Linked DNA regions of Sus scrofa: region 2 is linked to region 1. A link is a contact called in public Hi-C data. All regions are on one chromosome and are shown on one strand. The core of a region is the stretch at or near the end of the contact, and the rest is flanking DNA. Distances in the headings are between cores, read along the strand shown.

The links. Hi-C and Micro-C count contacts between places; a contact is called where the count stands out from the background.
Region 2: a contact with region 1 is called in a Hi-C map of liver, with 5 times the contacts expected there. The contact joins the enhancer-like site here to the promoter of SCD in region 1. A contact is called at or near these places in 4 of 5 promoter capture datasets (fetal liver, fetal skeletal muscle and liver), 11 of 47 Hi-C or Micro-C datasets (blood, fetal liver, fibroblasts and 2 more) and 2 of 2 datasets of contacts at active chromatin or transcription factors (alveolar macrophages and skeletal muscle).

What each region holds. Positions count from the first base shown.
Region 1 is chr14:111,458,873-111,464,127 of Sscrofa11.1, reverse strand. It overlaps SCD (stearoyl-CoA desaturase), which reads right to left and starts at 2,320. Exons shown (of 6, transcript NM_213781.1): 1 at 2,118-2,320; 2 at 1,317-1,599. The coding sequence starts at 2,144.
Region 2 is chr14:111,513,703-111,519,145 of Sscrofa11.1, reverse strand. No RefSeq gene overlaps it. Among named protein-coding and RNA genes, the nearest start is that of WNT8B, 46 kb to the left of the region's middle. Within about 2 kb of position 2,480, at least 7 of the 83 cell types and tissues checked have an H3K27ac peak or open chromatin away from gene starts, as enhancers often do. A contact at or near this core is called in fetal liver and liver, where this site is marked.

The DNA of each region.
Region 1 (5,255 bases), core at 1,071-3,570:
GGAGCACTACCTTTCTAAGCTTAAAAAAAGTCCTGTTGTCCCCAGTTTGTGTCTGGGAAAATTGAGAGAGGGAATCTACCCAGATGCATTTCTCTGTCTGTGGCACCAAGAGGATCTGCCAAGACAAGGCTCCGCAGACCAGATCCACCCTCTTTAGATCAAAGAGGTCCTGGAGGACTTTGCTGAAACTTGGCCCACCAGTCCTTCTGTAGAACCACCCTCCAAGAGCATAGCTGCCAGCAAGGACCCAACATCCGACACTGCTCCAGAAACCATACCGTGGCTTTCTTAACAGGGAGTTCTGAACCCCACACCCATCACAGAGGGTAGCAGCATGGAGCTCCTGGATCTTTAGAGTTCCCTGCTCTCCTCTTCCCAAGTCAGACTCGAGGCAGGAGTGGCAATGCCTGCAGAGCGCATGTGTGTGAGGGGGCAGGGCTCCACTATCAGCCCAAGCCATGGATTCCTGAAAGAGCTGAGCTAAGGGCAGGTCAGGGACGCACGGGGGACTGTCTCCCTCACTGCAGCAGCCTGAGGGCCGGGGCTGCTCCAGAGTCTCTTTTCTGGCTTGGCTGTCCCCAGCAAGGAGGCACTCCTGGCATCAGGGGAGAGGGGCTGGAGCAGGATGGGTGGGGAATGGGGCAGGAAACGTTTCTTTAACCTTATTTCATTAGAACATTTTCTTGAGTGGCATGTGCAGTTCCCTGGAGACCCACGTGGAGTCACAGAGCAAGACATCCATGTAACATGAGTTATGCAGGAGCCGCCTTCCTCTGTCTGTGTAATTAAGGAGCCTGATAAGGCTAAGGATCAGGGCAAAATAATTTCATGGATGACCACAGCTCTCTTCCCCCTCTTCTGCTTAACCCTCTTCCTGAGTAGTTTCTCTTGCTACCCCGTGACTATACCCAGCATGTGCCCTCTAAAGTCACACTAGTCTAGCCCCATGTTCCCATGCATCCAGGTAAGGGCCTTGATTCTTTCTAGGCTGGCAGGGCTGGGACAAGCAGTCAAGAAAATGACTTGAAACAGAAAAGCTGACTCCCTGGCACAGATCTACTCACTTCAAAGCCTGTGGCCCATGGTCCCAGGGCTCCCTCTCCAACCCCCCCCCCAAATTAAAGGCCCCAGAATCGACACTCCTGCATCCCAAACCCCTAGACTCCCTTCCCAGCCCACCACAACACCTAAGAGAAATGGTTGGAAAAACCTCGGCCTGGAGGGGCTGGTGTTTCTACTCTGTGTAAGTTGCTACTGTATTAAAAGAGTGGAGAGAACCTGGGATACTGAGACAGGAGGACAAGGGGACCTCTTACCCCAGAGCAAGGTGTATATCTTGCAGGTGGGGATCAATATGATCCCATACAGGGCTCCCAAGTGTAGCAGACTCATGAGGATGATGTTTCTCCAAACATATTCAAGCTTGGGCCTTGGGCCCTCCTTATCCTGGTAGGTTGGGTCATAGATGTCATCTTTCATTTCAGGGCGGATGTCTTCTTCCACGTATTGGGGAGTCTTCTCCAACTTGCCCCCTCCATTCTGCAGGACCCTGGAGGAAGGTGCTGTGATGGTAGTGGTGGTTGTGTAGGAGCTAGAGATCTGAAAGAGAGTGGAAGTGCAGAGCTGGGAGAGAGGGGAGGACACGTGGAGACACTAGGGGCCACTTCACTCCCTGGTCTAGCTGGGGGAAGGGCGGGGTATAGGCACAGACCTGGCCCCAATACCCAGGTTACCTGAGGGCAAGGTCTATCCTAGATGGAAGAGACGCAAGTCCCCAGGAACTGTGCGGAGAAATTGGGGAGGAGGGTGAAACCTCAGGGGAAGGGGAAATAGAGGGGTAAAACACTCGCACCCCTTCAAACACACAAAGGAAAGCCCGCATGCCTACACACATCAGGGTACAGGTACCACCAGATTTTTCTTTGAAGCTTTAGGAAACAAAAGTTGGAGAACTAAGTTCCCAAATTACAATCCACATTCCCAACAAACTGAAGACTATACAACTCGAAAAAGGTGGCTGTCCTCGGCGATCTCAACTCTCTTCTACACCGAGTCACCTAGAAGCCCAACCAGCACCGGCGAGCCCGCGGTCTGGGGGCCATTACTTGGAAACTCACCTCCTCTTGCAGCAAGTGGGCCGGCATCTGGGCTCTCGGACGTTGGGATCACTTTCCCAGGGATGAGACTTCAGGGAGGAGTTCGTGGCAGACCGCACTGAGCGTAGACTAGTGCTGGAGCCGGCTCTTGCGCGGAGATCAGCGATGCTGCGCTCGGAACCCTTTGCTGCACGTTGGGTCGGTGTCTGCACCCGACCTGCTGTGCGCGGGTCTCCCCAGGCTGGGTATTTAAAGGCTAGAGCTGGCAGTGGGCGACCGTGTCCTGTATTTCCTCTGACCCCTTTTATTCGCTGCCAAGAAGGGGCAAAGTGCGCAGAGTTGGCTCACCGTGGGAGAACCGCATGGGCGGGAGAGGGGAGGAGACAGAGAGCCGGGGCTTACTGGGGGCCGGAGACGCAAAAACTGGATGCTGCAGACACTCCGCGGCTCGGTCTCCGCAGCCCCTGCCTCTGCCCCTGCCCCTGGGGAAATGCTAATGGGCTTCTGTAGACTCTGGCGCGTCATTGGCCGAAGGGAATTTGGTGCCACCTCGTCCTGCCGTTGCCATTGGCTCGGCGCAATCTGCTGTTCCCTCTGCCGCGAGCTCCTCACTCCCCCTCCCCTCCCTTTCTCCTCCTCAGCTTCTCTTCCACCGGCCGCTGGGCTTCTGCCCGGCGTCCTGCCTCCTCGGAGGCGCTCGAGAGCGTCTTCCCTGGAAGAGGAAGAGGACTCAGTAGGGGGGTGGGAGGTGGGTGCTAGCCCAGGACTGGCCCTGGGGCACTTCGCGAAAGGATGGGCACTAGGGAAGTTTCCGGGGAAAGTGTGGGTGAAGCCGCGCGGGCGACCGCTACGCACAACTCCACTCCCGCCTTCTAGCTCGCGGAGACGCGTGGGAGGGGGAGACGTGCCTTCAAACCCCGGGTTGGGGGCCGGGGGCCCGGCGAAGCCCCACCTCCCTCCGTGACGAACGCGCGTGCCGCAGGGGCTGAGGGTCGGCCGGCGGCGGAACAATGGCTCTGCGCCGCCCACTGGCGGCGGGGCGATAGATGCGTACTGCTGAACTCGCCGGTCTCCAGGCCGGCAGCGGTGTACACACACGTAGATGCATAGATAGATGTGTGGACCTGCACGCGCGCACGGCGTTCAGCTACTAGGCAAGCCCAGCAGGGGACGTTCGCCTCCAGGCGCCAGTGAGCGATCCCGTCCTTGTGCCCACGCCCCCCCCCACCCGCGAACGTGTGCGGGATGTTTTGGAAATTCTTCAGATTGTCGAGTTGTAATTTTGGAATGGCTTTCATGAGAAAAGGGAGGAAGCGCAGCGTGTGCCTTCATCCAGAAGCAGGCAAAAGGACTTGTAAGTGGGACAAAAATAGCTATCAGCTATAGAATTATTAGGCAAGTCAGTCCACAAGAATCATTTTACTTAATCATTAGTCGTGGGAGTTCCCGTTGTGGCGCAGCGGAGACGAATCCGACTAGGAACCATGAGGTCGAGGGTTCGATCCCTGGCCTCGCTCATTGGGTTAAGGATCTGGCATAGCCATGAGCTGTGGTGTAGGTCACAGATACAGTTCGGATCCAGTGTTGCTGTGGCTGTGGCATAGGCCAGCAGCTACAGTTCCTAGCCATGGGTGCAGGCTTAAAAAGACCAAAAAAAAAAAAAAAAAAAAAATTTCCCCTTAAGAGAACAGGCAAGCATATAATCGTCTACCATTTCTAGTCAACATTGTGCTAGAAATCCTAGGTTGCATGATGGACAGGAAAAAAGAAATGAAAGATATAAAGATAGGAAAAGAAGAAAGAAACTGTTATTATTTGCAGAAGACATAACTGTGTGTATGAAAAATGTACAGAATCTACCACCAAAAAAGTGCCAAAATTGGTAAGTGAATTTAGAAAGGTCAAGATAGAAACCAGTATAAAAAAATTATTCTGTCCTATATTCTATTAAAAAACAATTGCAGAATGAAATTTAAAATATACTGTTTAAAATAGCATCAAAAATGGAGTTCTCCTTGTGGCTCAGCGGGTTAAGAACTTGACTAGTGTCCACGAGGTTGTGGGTTACATGCTGGCCTTGCTCAGTGGGTTAAGGATCTGGCATTGTCACGAGCTCCGGCGTACATCACAGATGCGGTCCAGACCTGGCGTTGCTATGGTGGTGGTATAGGCTGGTAGCTTTGGCTCTGATTCGACCCCTGGCCCAGGAACTTCATGTGCCACAGGTGCGGCCCTAAAAAAACAAAAATTAAAAGAACATCAAAAATGTCACAAAGAATAAATCTAAATGTTTATAGGATAGCTACACTGAAAGTATCAAAACAATGCTGAGAAAAACTTTAAAACTCTTAAATAGAGAGAAAAAAAGAATTTGTTATATTCTGTGTTCATAAATGGACAGACTCAGTGTTGATCTATAGATTAATTTAATCACTATAGAAATCCAACAGATTTCTTTGAGGAAATAGACAAGCAGATTCTAAAATTTAAGTGGAAATTCAAAGGGTCTAGAATAGCCAAAAAACAATTTTGGAAAAGAAGAACAAATTTGGAGGAATTAAACTATTTTAATTAGGAATTACTCTAAGTCTAGAGTAGTTAAGAGAGTGTGGAGTTAGAAAAGGTAGAGACAAATAGATCAGTGAAACAAATTACAAATTTTAGAAATCCTCCAACACCTATACGGTCAGCTTACTTTTTACGAAGTTCCCAGGTCAATACAATGTGGAGGAGCAAGTGCCTGTAACAAATATTGCTGGCACAACTGGATATCCACATAGAATAAATGAACTTCACCCTCACTTCACATACAAAATTAATTTGAGAGGCATCAGAGAGCTAAATGTAAAACCCACAACTGTAAAGTTTCTATATAAAACAGAGGAAAATATCTTTGTGACCTTGAGGTGAGAAAAGGTTGTTTGGACAGGACTCAAAAAGTATTGACCATGGCGGGGGGAATGGATAATTTAGACTTCATGAAAGTTAATATCCTCTGATACCAAAAGGAACTATTTTTTTTTTTTTATTAGGGCCGCACCCCTGGCATGTGGAAGCTCTTAGGCTAGGGGTCATATCGGAACTGCAGCTGCTGGCCTACACCACAGCTGCAGCACAGCCACAGCAGTACCTAATAGGTACTTGATACCTATTAGGGTA
Region 2 (5,443 bases), core at 1,231-3,730, 55 kb before region 1:
TTCTAAGCTTGCCTCTAGTCTCCTTAAGATGCCCTGCTCTCCTGAGCACCTACCACCTGCAGTGTCTTGTCTCCTGAGCTGTCTCCTCAAGTGACTGCACTATGTTGGGCACCTGCCCCTTTAAGTGGCCCCTTAATTAAAAAAAACAAAACAGGAGTTCCCGTTGTCATGGTGCAGTGGTTAATGAATCCAACTAGGAAGCATGAGGTTTCAGGTTCGATCCCTGGCCTCACTTAGTGGGTTAAGGATCTGGCGTTGCTGTGAGCTGTGGTGTAGGTGGCAGATACAGCTGGGATCCCGCGTTGCTCTGGCTCTGGCGTAGGCTGGCAGCTACAGCTCCGATTCGACCCCTATGCCGCGGGAGCCGGCCCAAGAAATGGCAAAAAGACAAAAAAACAACAAAAACCAAAAAACAAACAAACAAAAAATCCTCAGAATTTTATGTCTTCGCTCATGTCTATTTCTTATTTAAATAAATGTTCTTTCTGTTCTCTGAAGTGATTGTTTCAGTGGTGGTTCTCGTATTGTTTGAGGGAGAAATAATCCATGATTTTAGTGTATAAACATGAAATGGCTGGGATTTGGATCAGTGATTTGGTTGGGGTGTAAAGAAGAATAAATAAGTCTGAAAAAACAGTAAACTCTTGAAAGAGAGCATACTGGTTAATTGGGTTTCTGATTAACTATGGGTTAATGAGAAGACACTTTTGTTTGAAATCTCTCTAAATTGGCTCAGTGCATTTTCCTGCCTTAATAAGTAGTCTAATGAACATAATTAAATCTTCTCTTACTGATTCAGCATCCTTCAATGTCTCAGGATCATTACTCTGAACATAATATGTAATTCTGTATCATACTGTAGCTACAGAAAGTGTAGGAGTTTAAAATGGCTCCTGGACATACTTTTGAAAAATAAAACTCTGTGATCCATACATTTTACTGTATGTAAATTTACCTTAATTAAGTGCCTCGTATCATAGAATAATAGACTATTCAATCCAGGAGTTCCTGTCATGGCACAGTGGAAACGAATCCGACTAGGAACCATGAGGTTGCAGCTTTGATCCCTGGCCTCTCTCAGTGGGTTAAGGATCCGGCGTTGCCGTGTGCTGTGGTGTAAGTCGAAAACACGGCTCTGATCCAGTGTTGCTGTGGCTGTGGCTAGACTGGCAACTGCTAGCTCTGATCTGACCCTTAGCCTGGGAACCTCTATATGCCTCAGGTGCGGCCCTAAAAAGACAAAAGACAAAAAAAAAAAAAAGAAAGAAAGAAAGAAAGAGAAAGACTATTCAATCCAGAAGAGACTTTTGAGATTATGAAATTTAGTGCTATTATTGAACAGATGAGAAAACTAAGACCTGGAAAATAACATGGAGGATTAGGACAGCTAGATGACATACAGCTAGACTACAGTGTCTCTTTATTTTATTTATTTATTTATTTATTTTTTGGCTTTTTGCCTTTTCTGGGGCTGCTCTAGTGGCATATGGAGGTTCCCAAGCTAGGGGTCAAATCAGAGCTGTGGCCTCCAGCCTATGCCAGAGCCACAGCAGCGCGGGATCCAAACCGATCTGCAACCTACACCATGGTTCACAGCAATGCCAGATCCTTAACCCACTGAGCTAGGCCAGGGACCGAACCCGCAACCTCATGGTTCCTAGTTGGATTCGTTAACCACTGAGCCACAACGGGAACTCCTAGACTACAGTGTGTCTCGATTGCAAATCCAGGGGCCCTCTGACTCTACTGTGCTGCAACTTCAATATTTGGGGTTCTTGTCATTTGCCACCCTTCCCCCATAAAAAATGGAGTCCTCAAAATTGGCTATTTGGGGGTTTTAGTTTAATGAATACAAGTTCCACTAACATGCAGTCTCCCCAGGGGAGCCTGTTTGGTTCACTGATGTCTTCTCGATACCTAGTGTAGGGTAGTGCCTGCCCATTGGAAGGCCCCCCAATAGTATCTGTTGAATGAAAGAAAGAAAGTTTGGATACTTATTTAATACAAGATACTTTGATTTCAAGTTGCTAGGACCTCTAGCTCTGTGTTGATCTATATGGCATTCATTAGAACTGACGGTATACAGAGAGAGTTCTGGTTAGAATCATTATAGTCAAATCTTTGAGTTCATGGCTAGAAAGTGAAAGGAAAAGGATAAATACTACATAATTGTGGCAAAACATCTTGAACTTTTGTCTCACTTTCACTGTCTACCTCAGTTTCAAACCCCAGGTGTTTGAAGTGAGGAGCCCAAACATTAAACTGTAAAAACACCCTTCAAATGGTCAAATGCATCAACAAGAGAGAAAATGTCACATCTCAGCTTTGCAAAGCTTGTTAAGTGTGAATGCTATGTAATATTTAAACACTTCTCTTCAAACAAAGCATACAAAGCCGTCAGAACTAGGGAGGACAGAGTCTTGGACACTATACCCTATGCTTATTACCAGATATGCCCTTTGACTCTCAAAATGTGTGGGTCGATTTAAGTCATCCAATGGGTGCTTCGGTATTAAGAATTACCTCAGTAAAAAACTCAAGAGTGAATGAATTGCAAAACCCTTCTATTTAAGGATCAGTTTAAAGTTTAAACAATGTAAACATCTGAGGTTACATGCATTCACAGGTGGATGAAGACTTAGAGTCAGGGTTTCTATAATACACAATCAGAAAATAGCACTTACCTTCAAAATTCCATCCAGATGTTATCACTTTGATATTCCTGAAATTGCTTTTAGGTCACCAGAGTTCTTTGAGGTTCTTATTTATTTATTTATTTATTTATTTATTTATTTATTTTTGTCCTTTAGGGCCACACCTGTGGCATATGGAGGTTCCCAGGCTAGGGATCTAATCAGAGCAACAACTGCCAGCCACAGCCACAGCGACTCAGGATCCGAGCCTTATCTGCAACCTGTACCACAGCTCATGGCAATGCCCGGATCGTTAACTCATTGAGCAAGGCCAGAGATCAAACCCCCATCCTCTTGGACACTAGTCGGCTTTGTTACCGCTGAGCCATGATGGGAACTCCGAGGTTGTTTTTTCTTGAATCACCACTAAACTCTAAGTTCTTGGAAGTTGGGGAGCATATAAAATTCCCCTCTGTATCTGCAGTGCTTGGCACAATGTTGGAAAATAAAAAAGGGATTTAATATTTGTTGAATGAATGAATGAATTTAGGGACAGACTTAAGGGCCCTTTTATAAATTGTAAGAATATATGGAAATGTTAATAGAAAGAAGTTAGAGTTCCCGTCTTGGCGCAGTGGAAACGAACCTGACTAGGAACCATGAGGTTGTGGGTTCGTTGGTTAGGCGTTGCCGTGAGCTGTGGTGTAGGTTGCAGCTGAGTTGCTGTGGCTGTGGCCGGCAGCTGTAGCTCCAATTCAACCCCTAGCCTGGGAACTTCCATATGCCAGTGCGGCCCTAAAAGCACACACACACAAAATAAATAAATAGAAGTTATCATATCCAGGAAAACTTAACTGGAGTACAAGAGATTGGTAAAGATGAAAGGAAATGAAGACCTGTCTTTTCGGACTCCAGCCTTGGATTTTTGTGAGTTTGCCTCTAAACCCTTTAATCCTCGTTATTATCAATGTCCATGGCAAGAGCTTTGTGAGAAATGCATACACCCAAAAACATCTTTGCTATTATTACCCAAGTACATTGAAAAGATGGCTTTCCTATAATTTCTTTATTTCTAATTGTGCCTAATTTCTGAACTCCCATGCCTATTTTTTTTTTAATTTTTCTTTTTTGCTTTTTAGGGCCGCACCCATGGCATATGGAGGTTCCCAGGCTAGGGGTCAAATCAGAACTACAGCTGCTGGCCTACACCACAGCTCATGGCTATGCCAGATCCTTAACCTACTGAATGAGGCCAGGGATCAAACCCACAACCTCATGGTTCCTAGTCGGATTCGTTTCCGCTGCACCACAACGGGAACGCCCATACCATGCCTATTATTTATGAACTTTATATGTGCTGTGGAGATGTCAACTAAAAAAAATACAACCTGAAAGTTGAGAGTTAAGTTTCATTTGGGGTGAAATTAGGCCTTAAGCCCAGGAGACAGCATCTCAAGCAGCCCCGAGAAATCACTCCAAGGAGGCGAGGGGGGAAGCTAGAAGACATGAGTGTTTGCGACAATGGGGAGGTATGGCGTTCCTATCCTGATGCAGTGGTTAACAAATCCTGCTAGGAACCATGAGGTTGCAGGTTCGATCCCTGGCCTTGCTCAGTGGGTTAAGGACCCGGCGTTGCCGTGAACTATGGTTTAGGCTGAAGACGTGGCTCTGGTGCAGGCCGGTGACTACAGCTCTGATTAGACCCCTAGCCTGGAAACTTCCATATGCCGTGGGAGTGACCCTAGAAAAGGCAAAAAGACAAAAAAAAAAGGGGAGGTAGTAGGAACAAAAGATTTACAGACAACCAGATTTATAGAAGGTTTACAGAAAACCATTTCTATGGGAAGAGATAAAGGTCTGGGCTTACTGGAATCACTCCTTTGCTATGCTTTCCTGAGTTGCCTCAGGGCTCATTGGCCCACCTTTGGAAGTGGCTGTTCTCACAGGTGACCTTGACATCTTTTGTTTTACCCACAACTATAAGTCATAAAGGTGAAGGGGGGAGTAGTGGTTAATGAATCCGACTAGGAACCATGAGGTTGCAGGTTCAATCCCTGGCCTTGCTCAGCGGGTGTGGCTCTAAAAAAAAAAAAAAAAAAAAAAGTGAAGGGGAAGGTGGCTGCAGCCATGCACACATCTTACAGAAGTTTTGCTGCTGGTGAAGCTTACTATTGGTCATCATTGATGAATTTTATTTTATTTTTATTTATTTATTTATTTATTTTTTGTCTTTTCTAGGGCCACTTCCATGGCATATGGAGGTTCCCAGGCTAGGGGTCCAATTGGAGCTGCAGCCACCAGCCTATGCCACAGCCACAGCAACTCAAGATCCGAGCTGCATCTGCAACTTAAACCACAGCTCACAGCAATGCTGGATCCTTAACCCACTGAGGGAGGCCAGGGATTGAGCCTGCCACCTCATGGCTCCCAGTTGGATTCATTAATCACTGAGCCATGATGGGAACTCCCATTGATGGATTTTAGTGTTTTTCTAGATATGAGGAGATGCAAGAATTGGGCTCATAAAATCTTCTGAAAATATCTATCTGAAGGCCTATTCTTCTACTTTTCCCAGAGCACGGGGTGCCTCACTCTGCACTCAGGGGGTGGTGTGGGTTGCCAGCTGCAGTGGCTCATGTTCCACTCCATGTAGAGGCTGATGGCATGTGCCAAACTTCAGTCCACAGAGATAATGCTTCCTGGGTAGAATTTTGACTTTCTGCAATCAGATTTCTTTCCAACTCAACTGTAACCTCCCCTGAATGAGAAGTTTATGGTAGGGGAGATTCCAGGGGGTGGAAATGATTGGA